Linked DNA regions of Mus musculus: regions 1 and 3 are each linked to region 2. Evidence: chromatin contacts called from public HiChIP or PLAC-seq and Micro-C data. All regions are on one chromosome and are shown on one strand. The core of a region is the stretch at or near the end of the contact, and the rest is flanking DNA. Distances in the headings are between cores, read along the strand shown.

Evidence for each region. A called contact is a pair of places that touch in the nucleus more often than the background predicts. HiChIP or PLAC-seq counts read pairs in DNA pulled down with a chosen protein or histone mark.
Region 1: a Micro-C map of the G1E-ER4 cell line shows a contact between it and region 2, with 2.6 times the contacts expected there. The contact joins the enhancer-like site here to the promoter of Kit in region 2. A contact is called at or near these places in 3 of 39 promoter capture datasets (the HPC-7 cell line, hematopoietic stem and progenitor cells and liver), 6 of 484 Hi-C or Micro-C datasets (the G1E-ER4 cell line, the HPC-7 cell line, nephron progenitors and 1 more), 5 of 115 datasets of contacts at active chromatin or transcription factors (embryonic forebrain, embryonic hindbrain, embryonic midbrain and 2 more) and 1 of 9 other capture datasets (adipose tissue).
Region 3: an H3K4me3 HiChIP or PLAC-seq map of embryonic basal ganglia shows a contact between it and region 2, with 2.8 times the contacts expected there. The contact joins the enhancer-like site here to the promoter of Kit in region 2. A contact is called at or near these places in 6 of 39 promoter capture datasets (the HPC-7 cell line, HPC-7-derived erythroid cells, cranial neural crest and 2 more), 1 of 484 Hi-C or Micro-C datasets (cochlea) and 11 of 115 datasets of contacts at active chromatin or transcription factors (VIP interneurons, craniofacial prominence, embryonic basal ganglia and 8 more).

What each region holds. Positions count from the first base shown.
Region 1 is chr5:75,283,337-75,287,921 of GRCm38.p6, forward strand. No RefSeq gene overlaps it. Among named protein-coding and RNA genes, the nearest start is that of Mir7025, 110 kb to the left of the region's middle. Within about 2 kb of position 2,140, at least 15 of the 459 cell types and tissues checked have an H3K27ac peak or open chromatin away from gene starts, as enhancers often do. A contact at or near this core is called in the G1E-ER4 cell line, the HPC-7 cell line, hematopoietic stem and progenitor cells and 1 more, where this site is marked.
Region 2 is chr5:75,572,805-75,576,957 of GRCm38.p6, forward strand. Kit (KIT proto-oncogene receptor tyrosine kinase) reads left to right here and starts at 2,183. Exons shown (of 21, transcript NM_001122733.1): 1 at 2,183-2,314. The coding sequence starts at 2,248.
Region 3 is chr5:75,236,368-75,241,117 of GRCm38.p6, forward strand. No RefSeq gene overlaps it. Among named protein-coding and RNA genes, the nearest start is that of Mir7025, 62 kb to the left of the region's middle. Within about 2 kb of position 2,209, at least 8 of the 459 cell types and tissues checked have an H3K27ac peak or open chromatin away from gene starts, as enhancers often do. A contact at or near this core is called in embryonic basal ganglia, where this site is marked.

The sequences.
Region 1 (4,585 bases), core at 890-3,389, 290 kb before region 2:
TTCCTCTCTCTCTCTCTCTCTCTCTCTCTCTCTCTCTCTCTCTCTTTCTTTCTTCCCCCTTTCTCCCTTTCTCTCTTTCTCACAAGATTTATTTTATTTATATGAGTACACTGTAGCTGTCTTCAGACACACCAGAAGAGGGTGCCAGATCCCATTACAGACGGTTGTTAGTCAGCATGTGGTTGTTGGGAATTGAACTCAGGACCTCTGGAAGAGCAGTCAGTGCTCTTAACTGCTGAGCCATCATCTCTTCAGCCCCACACCCTCATTTTCTTAATTCATCTTTATCTGTGACTTCCCAGGAAGTTGCTGAGCCTCAGAGCCCTGGGGCAGGGTCAGACACAGAGATACATCCTTAAATTTATTATTATTATTAATAATAATTATTATTATGTGTTGCCTGCGTATGTATGTATGTATGTATGTATGTATGTATGTATGTATGTATGTATGTATACCTTATGTGTGTAGTGCTTTCAGAGGCCATTGGACTCCTTGGGAACAGATACAGATGATTGTGAGCCATCATGTGTGTGCTAGGGATTGAACCCCAGGTCCTCTGGAAGAGCAGCCAATGCTGTTAACCGCTGAGCCTTCTCAGAGGTAAGTCTTGACAAGTCTCCAGTGCCCAGATCTTAGGCAGAGGTAGAAGGGAGCCAGCTGCTCCTCTCCCATCTTTTCTCTCTCCTTCTCCCACATGCCCACAGACCCAGCTGCTCACTGTTCAGGGAATCAGAATGCAGGTCCTCTCAGAGAGGCGCTCGCCAGCTTATCAGGCGATGAGAAGGAAAATTGAGATGCATCCCTTCTCAAGTGGCTGGCAAGATGCTTCTGGGTGCAGCCTGAAGGAGAAGGGGTTCCTATCAACGCATATCAAGTAGAGCATGTGAAAGAAGAGAGGCCTTGGCTTGGCAGGCAGAGGATGCAGCGGGATGCTGAGACCGTTTTGAGCTCCACAGATACACAGATACAAAACTCAGAAGGCAAGATGGGGTTTTGTGTGTTAGGTGAGGGCTGGAGCAGGCTGGGCTTCCCTGAAGAAGAGGAAGCAATGTAAAGCATTCGTCAGGACATGATTTTAACCTGGGGTTCGGTGGTACCACATCCAATGCCTTCCCCCAATACATTGGCTATCATTTTATTTCCTGCTTCTTTCTTCTTCCCCTGGTCCAGTCCAGCAGAGAGTCACAGAGGACCACACTTTAGGTTCCTCCCGTTTTGTCAGTAAGCTGTATCACGGTGTTTGTACAAGACAGATACAGGCATCCCTTCTTTGAGATCCTCAGTTACCTGCTGAGAGTACCTTGTCCCACCCCCAAGCTGGTCCCAATATTTTTTGACTGTCAGTCTTCTCCCTTAGCAAGTCCCTTGTTCAAACAGAATCCTTAGGAAGGATTCTGGGAACAAAAAGGTCTGAGATTAGATTGCAATTAATATTTTAATATTAAAATAATATGTAATAAGTTATTAATCCTTGGAGAGTCTCGTATATGCATGCAATGTATTTTGATCATATTTATTCCCAGTTTCTCCCTTAAGAGAAACTCTTCTCTTCTGAGATTCTCCCTTCATCCCCTGGTCTCTTCTAAATTTCATGCCCCCCCCCCTTTTTAAAATTAATCTCTGAGTTCAATTTGTTCTGCACGTAAATGCATGGGTATGAGGCTGTCTGCAGAAGTGCCATCAACCTACCAGGATTCACATTCTTAAAGAAAACTACCCCTCTGCCCACCAGAAACCATCTACTGACAATAGCTCCTAAGCTGAGGATGGAGACTCCTGAGCCCCTCCCAGACTCCATGCTGGAAGCTGACTGGATGGATGGATGCTGTGCAGGTCGTGTGCAGACAACCAGTTGCTTTGACTTTAGGTGTGTAATGACCCTGTCATGTCCAGAAGACAGTTTGGCTCTTACAATCTTGCAGACCCTTCTTCCACTATGGTCCCTGAATCCTTAAGTGTGTGCACTCGTGTGTGTGTGTGTGTGTGTGTGTGTGTGTGTGTGTGTGTGTGTGTGTGCTATACGTGTCTCTTTTGTGGCTGAGCATGACACAGTCATTCACTCTCTGCAGTGTGACCAGCTGTGAGTTCCTGTGTTAACTACCATCCACTGCACAAAGAAACTTCTTTGATGTGGTCTGAGACCAGGCAGGTACATTTTTTAAAGAGTAGGGAAAAACACTGTTTGGAACAGCAGAAGCCGAGTTCAAAGCTGCTGCTGCCATTCCGTCTCCCCCTGTGCCATGAACCACGCAGGCTTCTGGAGCATTCGGAGGGGACCCTGATGTTTCAGTGCAAGGCTCTCTGTGCACACTGCAGCTGCTTCTTACCTCATACATATTTTATGTTTGAGTGTGTGTGGTTTGGGGCAAATAAAAACAAAGTAAGTTCTGTGCCTCCACTTTTGCCTCCAATATGTAGAGATTGTTTTTCCACCAATGCCTCTGAGATATAAGTAAATGCAAAAAGTCCCTGCCAGCTAGCGTTGAAGTTCTGCGCAAAGCAGGGATGTGGGCTTGTGCATTCCCATTAGTGAGTTGGCATCCCAGCCTCCTCTCTCCTCAGTGGGCCTCCTGGGGGGCTGAAATGCCAAGTTACTCCCCGCCGAGAAATGCTTCCTTCGCACAGTACATTTCGATCAGACAATGTCACAGGTCCCCAGCTGTAACGGACGATCTATCCGCCAGCCTCATCTACGGTAACTGACATCAGTTGAGCCTGTCACGTGCAGAGATGATGGGAACATAAATCTTTCAGAAGATTAAGAGGGAAGTGCAGACCCAGGCACCAAAGTGCTCATGAGAAAACATCATGAACGGCAGAGACAAAAGCTGTTCAGATTCTCTGTAAAGATTAGGAGACTATCAGAAGTGGCCAGAAGTCCTGTCATCAGCGTGGGGTGTCTTATTTGGATGACGCAGTGCCTATCAGGCTCTTCTGGTCTCCCACAGAGATTAAAAATGGTGGTTGAGTAGAAATAGTCACCTCAAACACCTTTACTTCCAAATATATCCTCTTATGGAGAAATCACATCTCATTGTGGCACCTCATGGCTGAACAACTTACAGTGGCCTCCAGTGCTCACAGAGAAAAGCACAAATGCCCCTGCTTCCCCACAGACAAGTCCCTTAGAAGTCTCTCCCAGCCGTCTCCTTCTGCCCTTGAGTTTCAGTTGGTTGCTCGAGAGTCTCACTCACGCGTGTAAGCTCCACACAGGGCTGCTGTTGCTCTTCTCATGCCCTTCCCTGAGCTCTGGGCTTTGCCACATCCACCCTGCTCTATGGCACAGGACTGGCTGCATGGTGATCTGTGCTATGGAAGCCTTCATCGACACCTTCATGACTGTTTTCTCAAGCCTCTGCCCCTTCTCCAGACTCAGAGCTCCTGGCATGGTATCTCAGCTTATTCTGCAATAACCTGTAATCAACAAAATATCTGTTGTGTTGATGAAATGGGACCACATTTAATAAGTTCATATGCACTGGTGTATTGTGTGGCTGGGGATTGGATCTAGCCCTGTTAGGGCCTCGTGGATGCTCTATGAGAGCTCTGTTCATGACCTGCACCTCCAGTTGTGGGATTCCATTGTAGAAAAGAGATGCTATCCCAAATTGATTGACATGAACTGATGGTCTATTCCGACAGGATTTAGTGTGGGCTTGCATTAGTAACTCCGAAGAAGAAACTGAAGCTACTGTACTTCATTTGAATATTGTTTTATTCATCCATTCAGTTTCTTATTGAAGGCCTACTATATGTGAGTTATTATCTGAAGCATTAAGGATTCAGTAGCAAACAATAGAGATAAAAATTCCTGCTCTTGCAGAGTTTATGGTCTCAGGACATAGTGGTTAGCATGGGCTCTGAGGCCAGTGGCTGCTTTTATCACCTTGAAAAAATAATTTAACCTTCCTGTGTCTTGGACCTCTCTCTCTCTCATCTATAAGAGAGAGATAAGGGGAAATGTCTATTTCGCAGGGCTTTTGTAAAGATAGATAAGTGAATACATGTGAATTACTCAGGGCGATGGCTAGCATATAACATACATTCAATAATCCATATTTACGAGGATTTTTCAGGGGTGGACTGATTTCAGAAAAGAGAAACACAGATTCCTCATTTACCTTTTTAGCCTCTTAAACTGTCTGTGGTCAGGCCCATGGGCAGGTACCCTCCTTTTGTGCTCAACCTGGCATGTCTCTGCCTTTATTTTTGCTCCTTATTCTTTTTTATTTTGTGATGAACATCACTTGCTTTCAATGTCTTGGCTGAGAACCAGTGTGTAGAAACCAGGAGAGCCTGAAGCGGGTTAATGACAGATGACTTATGTAGATAAATGTACCAGCTCTCCGTTGATGGTTGGATTATTCAGTTCTCCACCTTCTATTGGCTGTGTCACTCGGTTTTCCAGGTTCCACCCAGGGACATTCTGAGGGCTTCCTAGAAAGTAGAAATTCTTTCTTGTGACTGCTCTGTGCAGAAAACTTTCTGATCAATCACTAGTTGTGTGTTCTCCAGCACATCATGACTATGACTCTTCCTTTTTTTTTTTTTAATTAGTTTCATCTGTAGCACAGAAGCTGTT
Region 2 (4,153 bases), core at 933-3,432:
ACATCTACTAACAGTGCCTCGCTCCTCCTTGCTGGCCTGAAGGTGCTCCAAAGTGCACTTTTTAAGGAAGGGACACATTAAGTGGTGTCAGGAGAGGCAGTTATATACCTGGGTCATTTGATCATTCTCTAGTACTGACACATTTTAAGTGAATAGTTTGGAAAATGAATTTTCTTAAGCCTGTCAATATCCGAAAGGATGGCTTCAATATTAAATGATGTCAGAAAGCTGGGAAGTGATATATTATTCTTGATGATACTCAATGAGGCCATGTGTATTTAAATTGTTATTTTCCCCAGTGATTATCTCCCTTTTATTTTTCCATTCTTAAAAATATTATTTGTATTATCTATCCATCCATCTATCTATTTATCTACTCATCCATCTATCCATCCATCCACCCACCTATCTACCTACCTTCCAATTTATTACATTTTTGTGGTGGTGTGTGTCTGCCCTAGTTTACACTTTTAAGCATTCTGTAGGGCTGTTTAATCCATTTGTCAGGATGCCAGTGAGACCACTCATTTGGACCGTCTAGGGCTCTTGCTACCAAGCTGGAAGGTGCCTGAGTCCCAGGACCTATACAGTGGAGAGAAAGAACACACTCTTCAAAGTTGTTCTCTGACACCCACATGAAGCACCTTCAATAAACAAATAATAAATAAGTAAACAAATTATAAAAAAATATGTGGGGAAACGATACCAGAAAAAATATTGGTTTGAGGTCTCACACTTAAACACTATTAAGTGTACAATCTTGGGACTTAAAGAACCCCCAAAACAAACGTTTATCTTCTCTACTTCATAACGTTAACTGTAGACCCGGATACTATAAAAACCCAGATTGTTACTGTCCACCCCCGGATAGCCACAGTGACTGTGAAATGTCCCTAGGTAGAAATTGTCTTAAGAGAATTACTTTAGGAGTTGGAGAGTTGGGTCAATTAGTTAAGAACAAGAAAGTTGGCGCATGACTTTAATCCCAGCACTTGGGAGGCAGAGGCAGGCGAATTTCTGAGTTCGAGGCAGCCTGGTCTACAAAGTGAGTTCCAGGACAGCCAGTAACCCTGTCTCGAAACAAACAAACAAACAAACAAAGAAACAAACAAAGAACAAGAGTAGTTGGGCTCCAGGCACCCACAAGATGATACACAAGCATCCGTAACTCTAGTTTCAGGAGATCTGACATCCTTCTGACCTCCCTGGGCACTAGTCACACACGTGGCACACACACATATTCATGTAAGTAAAACACTCATACACATTAAAAAAAAACTTTAAAAGGAAATTATTTTGCTTTTATCTTGCTCCTAAGGCAGACCACAGTCGGATCGAGTTGGGGAAAGGGGGACTCAGAGGGGATGGGGCGGGGGGGGGGTGTTGAGGGTGAGATTAAAAAAATAATTAACACAAGAGAAAAGGCACCCAAATGCAAATAGGTTTTAAAAACCGAGTTTCAAAGCTAACTCCTTCACAGGATGCCTCTGTAGTCCACTGGCCCAGTTTCCACAAGTCTCAGCAGGAGCTTGGCTGGGTGGAGGTCCACGCTGGCCAATAGAAATCAGCTGTATTCTTACAGGTTTCGCAGCAGGTGGAGAAACTGAGCATGAAAAATTACTTAAACGTGGGCTCGGTCTTTTACTGAGGTCAGGGGTGCCACGATCCGTCCTCCTCTACCAACAGGAACAGAAATAAATGTTGGGGACCCAGTTTCCTAATCCCTTCGCCCGGCAATCCCGACTAGTAACACCTCCACCATAAGCCGAATATATTCTCCCCGCTCCGGAGCTTGCTGGAGGGACCGGTGGTTGTCCTTTATTGTCTAGGGAGCACCTGCCAGGTGGCTGGCCCGTACCTAATGCGCTCGTGGCGCTGGGCTTCACAAAGCGCGGGCAGCACCTGCGTGGCCAGCCAGCCGCCTGGACTGAAGGACCACCGATGGAGGGAGAGTGCTAGGAGGAAGAGGATCCAGGGTGGAGGGCCTGTGGGGGCTCCTGGTCTTAGAGGGCACAGCGCCCCCGGGATCAGCTTATTGCAGCCCGAGAGCCCCGGGCACTAGGCAGCGGGAGGGAGTGCGACCCGGGCGGGAGAAGGGAGGGGCGTGGCCACGAGCTGGGAGGAGGGCTGGAGGAGGGGCTGTCGCGCGCCGCTAGTGGCTCTGGGGGCTCGGCTTTGCCGCGCTCGGTGCACTTGGGCGAGAGCTGTAGCAGAGAGAGGAGCTCAGAGTCTAGCGCAGCCACCGCGATGAGAGGCGCTCGCGGCGCCTGGGATCTGCTCTGCGTCCTGTTGGTCCTGCTCCGTGGCCAGACAGGTGGGAAAGAGCGGCAGACAAGAGGACTGCACCCTCTGTGGGCGCAGCCCGGGTCCGGGAGGGGTGCCACCTGGGTGCGTCCGGAGTGGTAGCTGTTGGCTTTTCCCATGCCTACCACCTCGAAGGTGGTAGGCGGCCGCGGGACTCTGGTGGCCCGCCTCGCTCACCTGAGCTGAGAGACCTCAGCCCGGGTGGTGGAGACCCGGGGCCGAGGGTCTTCTGGGAACCCAGGCAGCGAGCTGCAGGCTGCGGGCGAGTTTGGTGATGCTTTTGTGCCGACTGCGCGCGGGTGGCAGGGGCGGGCGGCCTCGGGCTTCGCACCGAGAGCGTCCTCTCTCCGAGCGAGGTGCGGCCACGGCTTCCTTTTTGTTAAAAGTTGCGCGTGGGTGACCGACGCCTGGGACAACCAGCCCACGGGTCCCGGACACACGCCGGGCAAAGTTGGAGAGCCTTTTCTTGCGGCCGCTGCTTCCCCACCTCGGGCGCTCTTTGTGCACAGTGCTGGGGACGCAACTGCAGCCGCTCTCATCGTGCGCGGCGCCACCCGAGGAGACGAATCTCGGGCTTGCTTGCCCCCACCCAACTCCGTTTTTTGCACGGGGAGCACGCGGCGTGAGGCTCTGGGGCGGGACCCCACGAGCCTGTAGGTGGCGGCTATGGGGACAACTTGAGCCGGGCGTGTGGCGAGCAGCCGCTAGGTTGCAGACTTTTTCCTTTTGTAAATCTCGTGCTAGGGGCTCGCCCCTCTCTGCAGCCGCACGGTGTTCGTTGCTGCCACGCGCCAGGGAGCTGCTGTAGCCTACGTTGGTCGCCAGCTTCTGGGAATCAGGGACTGCGTGCGGGGACGCAGCTGTTCTTGCCACCTCGTGCGCGCTGGACCAGGACCGAGTCAGTTCTCCCCAGCTTTGGAAACCTCTGGTTTCAGTGTATGCGACTTGTAATCGCAGGTGGCCGTTTTTTTTTTTTTTTTTTTTTTTTGGAGGGGAATCCCGAGATCCAGAAACCCTCTCCCACGTGATAGCCATACTCAGGGCTGCCTGGGGAGGCTAGGGGGTGGGGGAGAAGGGGTAAGCTTTCTGCAAATAGCATTTGTTTCTTCAAGCTGTTGGGAAAATCTTGTTACCTTTTGCAGGGTAACTTGGGTCTCAAGATCTTAAGGTTCCGGAGCTCCTCAGCCCTGCCCCTTTTTTTGCCAGGTGTCGCTGGTGCACTGCCCGTGCAGGTTGCCTGCTTAGTCCTGAAGCCCTGCTCCCTCCTAGGTCATTTTCAAAACAAAAACCAGAAACCCTTTTAGGTTACCTTGATGCTATAGGCTAGAGACAATCTGCACGCTGCAATAAGGCGTCAGATGGCCAGCATCTCTGTGACCTGTTTTGAGCCCACCGCTGACTGCGTTTTCCAGATCTCACTCCCTAGATGCTTTTGAAAGGCTGGGAGAGGGCTTTTTTTTTGTGGGGGAAGTCTTGCATCTGGACCTCTGCGCGCACAGAAGAGGGGTCACCAAGGGTCACAAATGAGTGTTCAGATTCCTAGGCATATTTGACCACTTAGCTGAAAATGACCCCAGTGATCTTTTACGTTTTCCACCTTGTTCTGCTTTAGAGCAAGGTGGAACGCCACAAAGATCACAGTTCCCTTTTGAAAACAGAAACGAGTCAATGGTTTGCATTTTCCCCCTGATTAGTCTGCTCTGGCCAATAACTTTTTGGCAGAGGGAATTTGAAGGTCTGATTCCTGGCACAGGGTGTGTTGTAATTCCTTTCTCTGTCTCTCCCGTTTCAGGCCTCCTTTTCAGCCATTCTGCCTCCTTGGTTTTGTGCCCTTGGGCGGTCATTTAAA
Region 3 (4,750 bases), core at 959-3,458, 340 kb before region 2:
GTCATAGGTCTTTAAACTGGAGAATCCAGAAGGACAAATGATGTCAAACTGGCCACATAAAAGACCAAGGTTATTTCTTTACATATGAAAACATTTTTCTTACTAAGGCACCTGGAGGGTTACTTCCAGCACTAAGGAAGTTAGTTAAGACTATAACCTGAAAGGCTGGGAGCCTTGGACTGTGCTGATTCCTAAGATAGCTTGTCAACCCAGAGTAATGAATAATTAAACAGAATGTTAATGTCCTCTGTATGTGTCTAGACCAGCGGTGTATAGGAGGAATATGAGAGCCACAGGTATGAAGCACAAGCTGTTAACTCTCCAGTAGCCATCTTAAAAATCAAAATCAAAACAACAACAAAAAACCCCATGTGAATGTAATCTTGGTAGAAAACTATATACCTACCAAAATACTATAATCTCAACATACAATAGGTATAGTAAATTATTAATAACACATTTCTTTTCTTGTTTTGTATTAAGACTAGCATGAATCTTAAAACATATATATCTCAGTGTGGGTTAATTCCCTTTCAAGTGTTCAGTAGCCTCTTGTGGCTCTGGTGACATAGAAGACAACAGGTTCAGGACGAGCCAGAATGAACCTAACTGATATTTACAAGGATTGAAAACTAGAGGCCACCTGACATTTGAATTGGTCAAACAAACATCGGTCAGACCATATAATATGCTTTTATTAAAAATAATGTAAAGGACAATGACAAAAAAATCACACTGAAGATAAATTTTAGTGAAAAACTCAGGCCAGTGAGTGACATTTTCAGTACATGATGTGATTCAGATCTCAAATGTCCCCTCAAGGCTCATTTGATGGGAGTTTGGCCCCCCAGGTCAGTAATATTCAGAGGCGGGTTTGGGGAAATATTGGATGAGGGTTCTGATCACATGGATAATCAATCCATTGATGGATTCGTTATTGGATAGAGCCCTTTGAGAATGTTCTTGGGGACCAGGACTTGCCCCCAGCCCTTCGCTTCCTCCTCTTGTCACCTCTCTGTAGCATGAGGCCATTGCCCTGACATCTTCTCTGCCATATTCTTCACTGTAGACAGAAAACAATGGAGCCAAGTGGGTGGGACTAAAACTTTTGAAGCTCTGAGCCCAGGTAAACCTTTTCTTTTTGAAGTTGTTTGTATCCGCTATTTTGTCACAGTGAGGAATCGCTAATTCTGAGTTATTTTTATGGAGAATGTATATACTTAGCAGATCACCTCTCTTCCTCCTTACTCTCCACTCCCTAGTTGGCTTCATTTTCTTTCATAACTTAAATACATGAACTATGGCCTGCTAAGTTTACCTACTTTTGTGTTTAATTTCTGTCTACTTCTAGAACACAAAAGGTTATATTGTGTGTAAAACATTATTTTAGGTCCCAAGCATAAAGCCCTGGTTCAATATTTAAAATATGTCCATGCCTATCTGTGGCCATACTTAGTCGGAAGGTTTCAAATAAATCATGTGTGAGCAAGTCTGCTATATCATTTACCTCACTCTTTCTTTGCCATCATGGGAGGGCTTGAGGGGCGGCTTGAGAGTTTCTTCTTTCTTTGTGATGGCAGCTGAACTAGGACCTGGCACACACTAGGCAAGGGCTGTGCCACTGAACTACCTCCCTAACTGTCATTTCTTTGTTTCTGAGAGATGGAACAATAGGAAAATTCCAATTTGTTTTGTCTACTGGCAAAAATGATACAATCGGAAAATTCCAATATGTATTGTCTACTGGCAAAAATGATGCGGCACAGGGGAGGAATCCAGACAAAGAGCAAACGAATGGCACAGTGGAGAGAGGAACTGGAGTCGGTGCAGAACAAATAATAGGAATACAATCAGTCTACCTCTGAACCAGAAGGGAGCGTGGACCACACAGGCACAGAGGTGCGGTCTGGAGGCTTGGAGGGTGAGGGATTCTTTTATCATCCTGTCCATTTGCTCCAGAGACTACAAAGAAAGGCATACGATTCTATTATAGCCAGATTGAGGTGCTCCAAGGCATTAAAAATAGTTCCCTCTATGTGTGTGGAGTTATGGACATTTTCCATGATCTTGATTCTGTGTCTTGATACCTCTATCAAGCACGTCAGAGTGTAGTCCTTTCTTTATAGGCAGTATCTATAAACACCCCCCTTTCTAGCTGCTCTGAAGGGTGAGCCTAACCAGCCTGCCCCCTTGTGGTCCATCTGTAAGCTACTTAGATCTCCCTGTGCCTTTAAAAAAACCACGGCTCAGTAATGTGTGTGCCTTTCAACCCACTCAGATTAGAAGACTCTAATGAGGAAGTGCATGCACAAATAATTTGAAAAGAATCAGCATGGCATGGATATAGAATATCCTTATTGTGGCTATTTCTAGTATAGGCAGGGAGGGATGAAGAGAAGCAGGATCTAAGAATAGCCTTAAATTCACCTCTCACAGGTACCCAACCGTCTTAATAGCAGAAATGTCTCTCCTGATTTAATCTCAATGCATCTCTTTCTAGCAACTGTGATTAATATGAAACCCTTTATGTTCGCCCTAGAAAACAAACTATGAGACCCACCCCCCTTCGCCTTCACATTAACTTCTCTTTATTGTTTGGATCCCCGAGTTAAAACATTTCCTAGGAAGCCAGGTTTCCCTTTTTGGCTCCAGATACACTAATTATGAACATTTACCAAAAATTTTTGCATTTGTATTCAAAACTACTCAGAGACTATATAGCCATGATTATTCTTTTGTCCGTTTTTTCAAATCCCTGTGATTGCATTGTTAGATCCGCTTCAGCACGTGGTCCTCACTGGCATGTCATCATTAGACACATTTATAGAAATCTACTAAATAAAAAAAAAAAAACACCACAAGATGAAGATAAAGCCACTTATTTAAGGCACTTTGCATGAATTAAGTAATGATAGTGGAGTCACATTACTCTTCCTCGGGGATAATTCTGGGATGCCTTTGTGTTTCTTGGCATTTGAATATTTCATTGTCAGCCTCAAGGATTAGGAAATGAAAAGACAATGCCGGGCCTGAGCTGTTGTGTGATGTGTATACTGCTCAAGATAAATGCTCATTAATCTTTGCTTTCAACGTATTTACATTCTTCCCCTGTTTATTGTAAGGCAGCGTAACCCCAGCATCAAAGGGAAATTTTGAAAAATGAGGAAAACACTACCAGCCGTCTCCTCTTCTCAGTGCAACTGTTCCGCCTTTGTGTACTCTTGGCCCGCCGTCCTCTAGTGTGCGTATCATTGCGTGCTTGCCATCATCCTATGCATGCCACCTTGGATGTGCAGTTTCATTCATTTATTGATTTTTTTCTACCCTAACATTTTTATTGGTCCTCTGGGAATTTCCCATCATGCACCACAATCATACTCACTTCCCAGTCCTTCCATGTCCACTCCACACCCTTGTTACCTCCCCTAAAAAAAGTAGAAATAAAAATAATAATTAAAAAAAAGCCAAGTTCACCTTGTGTTATCTGTACATTCACTGTGGCATGGTCAAACTCCCAGTGGGCTGCCCCTTCAATAGAACTGAGTCCTCCCCGTCTCCTCCCCCACCAGAAGCCACCATTGTGGAGAGCTGTGCTTCAGCTTCCCCGTCACACTCTTTAAGAGTTCTCTTTGGTGACTTCCTGTCTAGACTGTTACTTTTTTTCGGGGGTGGGGGAGAAGGAGGTGAGAGTAGGGGTTGTCACAGAAGACTTCCATATCCTGTGGAGTTTCATTTAAAACAAGGTTCTTTCAGGTTACAGAATGATGGCTCAAGTAGTGTTATGTGTCTACCTCTTGTCAAATCTTGATTGTGTCAGTAGAAGGCTGTGACCAGGACCCCTTGTTGGAACAACTGTAATGATCTCCCATTCTTTGCGACCTCAGGACTGGAGACATAACGCATAGGCGTGGGAACCTTCCACTTGCCTCTCAGAGCTGTGGGTTTCTTTCTGCAGGTGCCTCAGACCCAGCACCACCTTCTAAAGCATCATCTGAAACTAATGAACTTTTCCTCCAAGGAAAAATATCATAGAGGAACGAAAGAGGATCAAGGTCTGATGTGGTGCTTATGATTTCTAGGTCTGTGGTGGTTTGAAAATGCTTGGCCCATGGGAAGTGGCACTCTTAGGAGGTGTGGCCTAATAGTTGGAGGAAGTGTGTCACTGTCTGGGTGAGCTATGAAGACTCCTGGTACTCAAGTGCCACCCAGAGTGCAGAGAGAGACTCCTCCTGGCTGCCTTTAGATCAAGATGTAGAACTCCCAGGTCTTTTTCCGGCATCATGTCTACCTGCATGCTGCCCTGCTTCCCACCATGATGATTAGGACTAAACCTCTGAAACTGTAAGCCAGCCCCAATTACACATTTGCCTTTATAAGAGTTGCCTTGGTCATGGTGTCTCTTCACAGCAATGAAACCCACACTAAGACAAGCTCGTTGACTTAAACTTTATTTCTTCCTATTGCATGCTTTCTACTGTCTCGGAGTAATTATAACAGTGAAACATCTTTCATGATCAGTGTCTCTCATTTCACATCTCTCTCTGTGTCAGAGCTGACTAAGAATGTGGGCTTTTCCTTTCACCCATCCCTATAAGTACACCCTTTACTAAATGACTGTGAAATTCTTCCCAGCCATGGGATCTGGCCTGGTCCATGATATGCTTGCATGGATGGATATAGTAGAGATGGAAGAGTTTTGTTCTAAGTTTGGAACTCCTCAGGTTGTGTGTCTATTCATTCTTACTCATGG